2 separate regions of the Mus musculus genome follow, and region 1 is linked to region 2. Evidence: chromatin contacts called from public Hi-C data. All regions are on one chromosome and are shown on one strand. Each heading gives the region's core, a stretch centred on a gene start, on an enhancer-like site or on the middle of the called end of the contact. The rest is flanking DNA. Distances are from core to core; before and after follow the strand shown.

The links. A called contact is a pair of places that touch in the nucleus more often than the background predicts.
Region 1: a Hi-C map of the N1E-115 cell line shows a contact between it and region 2, with 3 times the contacts expected there. The contact joins two enhancer-like sites. A contact is called at or near these places in 1 of 15 datasets of contacts at CTCF or cohesin (the NIH/3T3 cell line), 1 of 484 Hi-C or Micro-C datasets (the N1E-115 cell line) and 1 of 115 datasets of contacts at active chromatin or transcription factors (large pre-B cells).

Annotation. Positions count from the first base shown.
Region 1 is chr17:4,902,093-4,905,306 of GRCm38.p6, forward strand. No RefSeq gene overlaps it. Among named protein-coding and RNA genes, the nearest start is that of Gm34507, 4.6 kb to the right of the region's middle. Within about 2 kb of position 1,294, at least 5 of the 459 cell types and tissues checked have an H3K27ac peak or open chromatin away from gene starts, as enhancers often do. A contact at or near this core is called in the N1E-115 cell line, where this site is marked.
Region 2 is chr17:4,590,901-4,593,786 of GRCm38.p6, forward strand. No RefSeq gene overlaps it. Among named protein-coding and RNA genes, the nearest start is that of Gm34259, 20 kb to the right of the region's middle. Within about 2 kb of position 1,546, at least 2 of the 459 cell types and tissues checked have an H3K27ac peak or open chromatin away from gene starts, as enhancers often do. A contact at or near this core is called in the N1E-115 cell line, where this site is marked.

The sequences.
Region 1 (3,214 bases), core at 44-2,543, 310 kb after region 2:
CTGAGAACCATAGAGTTTCTAACAAAAACCCAGGGCCAGGAATGGGAAACCTGCCTTCAAATTCTTGGTCAGTGGAGCCAGAGAGACCCCCGAACAATACGCACTTTTACCATTTACCTTGGGTAAGCTCCTCTAGGTGAAGAGAACACACCTTCCCAACCTTGGCACTTGGAGGACTTGAGCAGGGGCTGACTGGAGGCCTCCTCCCTGAGGGCTCGCTCACAGACTTCAGAAGTGCTGTGTAAGCTGCCAAAGGACAGAAGCAATCAATAGTCCTATCTATCGTAAAATCCGTGAATCCCAACAATCCAGCTGGCAAGCCAGCCCCATGAATAGTGGCATCTTTATCTTGTGGGTAGGTGAGAGAGAACCGAGTGGACACGGAGGACACACAATGGTAATTAAAGAATGGATCATGGATTTAAGAGGGAGCTGGGGGAGATGGGAATATAACACTCAGGTATGAATTTCACAACAGAAAAAAAAAACTTCCCTTTCTACTAAATAAATAAATTTTCCCCAATTTAGGCTCCAAACTCCTGAGAAAAGAGCATGAGAGATTCTTTGTAGCCTGTATTTGGCTTAAGCAACCTCGGGGATCAATGCTATCAGGCTTTCTGTAGGTGAAGAGTAGCAGGGACAGGAAGAATGAGCTCAAGAAAAACCTACCAAGCAGCTAGGTTATTCCATCTATATTTATTAAACAAATGGGTTTAGTACTTACCATAAAATTTAAAAATGTCATAAAAACCAGTTGTCTCTGTCATTTTCTATTGCTACGACTAAACACCTAAGACCAAGAAATTTATAAAGATGAGAAATCTCTTTAGCTGCCAGTTCTGGAGGCCAGAAATCCAAGACTAGCAGCCACATCTGCTCAGTTTCGGATGTAGGCTCTCTTGCTAGATCGTAATGTGGCAGAGAGCATCCCACAATAGCACAGAGCAAGTGTGTTTTACAACACAGCCACTCCCTCAGCAACTTATGAAGCTGCAAAAGCTCCACCCCTTCAAGAGCCGTTAGCACAAGATTTTGGTTATTAAGTTTCCAACACACAAAATTTGGAGTGCACATTTGGTGCACAGCCTATCTTACACATTTATTATTTATTGACTCTTCACAGCGCTGTGGGCGAGCTCAACTGGGTAGTTCTGATTTGGGATTAGACAGCAGCTGGCATTAAACAGGAGGGAAAAACCAGATGGGCAACTGTCAAGGCTGAAGGTCGATGCTATCTGCTGGCTGCTGGAACACTGCTGGAAGCAGATTGCATGATATCAACCAGCCCACCTACAAATGATCTCACCTAGACCCAGTTCCTCAGTCTTGAAGATTACAGTCATGTCCTGAGAGGAAATGTCTCAAGAGCCAGGATTCCAAGAAATTCAGGAGGAGGCAACAAGATGCTTGCTGCATATTCAAAGAAAGACATCATAAAGATGTGCGTAAAGCACATGCGGTCGGGGGAGGGGGAGGCTGAAGCAATGACCTCATGGTCAAGTGTACTTGTTCTTGCAGAGAACCAGAGCTCAATTCCCAGCACCCACATGGCAGCTCACAAACATCTGTAACTCTAGACTAGGCCATATGTTAACCTCTGTAACCACCATGGCTACCAGACACATATGTGTATAAATATGGATTCAGGAAAAACACCCATACACATAAAATAAATAAATAGACACATACTGATTGATAGATAGATAGATAGATAGATAGATTAGATAGATAATAGATTTTTTTAGGAGTGTGGTTAAGGGAGGCATGGCTCCAGGGATGGAGAAATCTCTGTAATAAAAACAAAACAGATAGATGATAGATGCATGCATATTATTTATCATATGTAACACAACTATATTATTTCTACGTTACATATGAACATTAGATGAAGCACTTCACATACATTGTTTCATCGTATAAATGAATCTAGCAGGTAAGTATACTTTTTCCATTTTACCAAAGAAGCTTCTGGACTTTAAAGAACTTAAGTTGGCAACCTGAGATTACCAAGCCATACTTTCCATCTCTGGAATCCAAGCACTGCACCGTCTGCCCTTATTAACTCAAAGATGTCCACTAGCTAGCTTTACTTTCAACATGCAAAACTGTTCTAGGCAGCACCCGTGGAATTAGGGATGAGAACAGCGATATGGCCTCTGCCTCCGAAGCTCTCAGTATTGTTTTAAGCAGGTACAAAGCAGTCTTTGTGCAAGTAGAATGACCTGAGTTCCCAGTTCAGATCCCCGGAATGTAAAAGCCAGACACTTTACCGCAAGACTGTAATCCCAGCAGTCTCACACGGAGATGGGAAACAGAAGAATCTCCCAGAAATCTTGTGAGCCATTTAGCCTGGAGTTGGCAGCATGGAGCCAAAGAGAGATGCCATAACAAGACGGAAGGCAAGAACTGATGCCCTCTGGCCTCTACTCAGATGCCCGCCGTGGTACGTAAACATTATCACACACAAACACATAAATACAACCATCGTGCATGTACACACACATAGTACAAAGACACACAAACAAAAAGAAATGCTAAAAGAGTTGCTAAGAAATTTTTTTAGCCGGGCGTGGTGGCACACGCCTTTAATCCCAGCACTCGAGAGGCAGAGGCAGGTGGATTTCTGAGTTCGAGGCCAGCCTGGTCTACAAAGTGAATTCCAGGACAGCCAGGACTATACAGAGAAACCCTGTCTCAAAAAAAAAAAAAAAAAAAAAAAACCAAAAAAAAAACAAAAAGGATTTTTTTAAAGCATCTTATTATATAACTCTGTGGTATGAGCCTGAAATCAATCCTAGTGCTTGAAAGCTAGAAATAGGAGATTGCCGATATCAACCAGCCTTGGCTACATAGTGAGGTCAGGATCAGCCTGAGCTACACAAGACCCTGTTTTGAAAGACAACAAAAAGATCTTAAGGTATGAAGTATGGCTGAAGAGGAAATTTTAAGGGTTGTTGGAAAGTCAGTTAGATGATGTTTTGCTGGGGCAAACACATGAAGGAACATGGACATGGGTGTGAGAGACTAAGGCAGACTCATGAAGGAACATTTCACTGAAGCAGACACTGGAGAGAGGATGTTCTGCTAAAACAAGCATATAAAAGGACACGTGATGAAGGTTTCTTTACTAACAACATACATGTATTGGTTCTGGTGGTGTACTGCAGTTTCTTGCTGCTTCCATGGACTCAGACTGATTGGATGCACGTGCTGA
Region 2 (2,886 bases), core at 296-2,795:
GCCACCTAAATATTTCACAGCCTCTCAATACAGTGCTGCTACCAGTCAGGAGACAAATGCTCTCAATATGAGGCTTTGGGGGGTCAAAGGAAGAGTGGTATGGCTTGAATTTGAAATGTGCCTGACTGGCAATTGTCTCTCTTGGGTGTTAGCATATGAAAGCTAAGAGTTGCTACCCTCACAAATCAAGGAAGCAGCTAGGCTGTGCCCTGCTGACTCACAGCTATAATCCTGCTACTCAAGAGGCTAAGCAGGGGATAGCCACAAGTTTGAGACAAGCATGGGCTACAAACAAGTTCCAGACCAGCCTCCCTCCAAAAACAATAAGGAGGTAGACCCTATAGTGAATTAGAAAAATAAGGACAGTAAGTATGTTTAGTATCTACTGGCTATGGGTATGGGGAATAGCTACTTTCATGGGCAACTTCCACCTTCCCATAAGCCAGTTTGGCTCTGTGTATTGATAGTGCTGAAGCACGCATGCTCTTCAGCTCCAAGGCTGTGCTTTTAGGAACATGTCTTAAGTGCACAGACAGCTATCTAACTCACCTAGAAAGTGGTCAGTGCAGCAATGTGCATAATAGCAAACATCACAGTGATCAGTTAAATGACAGACATGGGAAAAATGAAATTATACCCGGAATTTAATGAAATTACATCCAGAATGTCTAGTAAACACTTACTGGACCTTTTCATGGGCCAGACACTGCACTAAAGATTTATCATGTACTGCTCAATTTAGCTCTGAAAACACTTACCAAGGAGATGTTATTATTATGGCTATTTTCCATGGGAGTAAATGGTAACCTGGAGATATGAAGTCACTCGTTCAGGCCCCTACAGTTAGTGAAAGACAGCCCCAAAGGTGGTTACTAAGGCCTTGCTTGCGATGGGTGGCTATCTGCCTCCATATCCAAGGTATTGGGTGTGGACTCTGAAAGATACAAAGGTCCCCTGGGGTCCGAACAAGTTCACTGAAGAGACAGGTAGCAAGATGACATTTGACATGAACACATTTCTGTGATGTGCATACCATATGACACACTTGAGCGGTCTATCTTTCTGTGTACATACGCATGACCGAACAGTCCCATTTGCACTAGGGCTAGGGTAACTTATATGCCAAGCTGCATCGGGGTAACTGGGTCATGGGATGTTGGAGGTATCTCTGTCCCTACTTCCCTGCTGGGTGGACTAAAATGAGATGAGTCACCTGAGCAGTCATGGTTTTTTTTCTTGTTTTGTTTTTTTGTTTTTCAGAAACACTTTTGAACCTTGGAGTTCAGAAGCTGTTACCTACCCCCTACCTGGTCTCATCTTCTGTTTCTAGGTAAGAAGGTAAACCCAGAAAAATCAAGTAGGCGTGTTATAGTCACTTGGCCAATCGGCAGCAGACACAGAAGGGGGCAGACATCTGCCTACTTCTGGTCCTGACTCTTGCCGCTGCCCTCATTCGCTCACGAAGGCACCTGGCAGTGGCCCCTTGAACAGTGAAGCATGATGGGACTCTGCACATTATCCCATGTACCTATCTTCCCACCATCCAGCTCTCTGCTCCAAACATTCCAAGCCCTCCCTTGGTGCCAGGGAGCCAAAAGGCCCGGAGAAAAGATACCCAGCCTGGCTCATTACTCGGCCTCCAGACACTTCTAGATGCTTTTCTATAAGCCAGTGGTCTGAATGGGAGTGTGCCTCAGCTCCCAGCAACACCTTCCAACTGTGCCCTGTGGAGATGCTGACTTCATTAGAGAGGCCCACACCAGAGCTTCTGTGACACTAACAGATCCTCTCTAGTGAAGAACAGTAGTCTGCATTATGTTTTCGAGCATTGGCGTTTTATCCAGGACCTGGATATAATTACTTTCATCCTGTCTGCTGGTAGTAGGAACAGATGTAGCACTCTCTGCCAGACGCCTTGAAGTGACCCATGTTCATCCCCAGCTGCCACCTCCGGTCCCACAGAGATGAACAGGAAGAGGAGGTCCCTGGATGCTCCACCATGCTGCAGACCGTCTGGCCTCCTGCACGCAGGGCACGCAGAGCCCAAGGCTGGTCAGAAAGAGAACAAGAACAGAAGAAAGTCTGTAACCTGCTGGAGATCCAGGGCCAGGAACTGGCCATTGCCTGTGAAGGGCACTCTAGTCCCTAGGAAGCCTCAGGAGAGCACAGTTGTCAGGGTTGCAGAAAAGTTATGAAATGTGTCTTGTTCTTCGTATCCCCACACAGAGGCATGAAGTGCCTCGGAAGACCTTCTTCTTGGAAACAAGAAGAGTCTGACAGATCCCCCTTGGCTCCGCCTCCACAAATTAAACTGGAAAGAGGGGCTAGGACACTGTGGCTGGCTTTTTTTTTCTCTCTGCTTTCTCTCTTACGAGGGATGAATGACAAGATAGTATCTTCATTTTGGATCAAATGAGGACAAGGGAGAAGAGACACAAAGGACAGCCTAGAAGGCTCCACCAACCATGACTACCAAGCGGGATGAGTTGTCACAGGCAAGCCAGCATCCCTCTCGTAGAGTAAAACCCAGAAACATGATATTATCCAGAAGAAAATAGAAAACTCACACAATGAAATGGGATACAGTGATAGAAACAGTGCATAAAAGAATTAAAATGCTCTATAAAACCATGAACACTCTTGTGCCATGTTAGCAGTGATGTCAGCAGCTGCTCCCTCCAGAATGCTTTCCATTAAGTGGCACAATAGAACAATTTTCCCCCTTGTTGAATAGTAATAAAAGAGTTTTTAAATATGTGATTGCCTTTCTTGCTTTTTGACGTTGTTTATATTTGTTATATGTATCTATTAATACATAAGTCCATCTTTTAAACAATAGAAAATACTTTTGTACATTGATATTCCTATTTTAAAGTAGGTAATTGA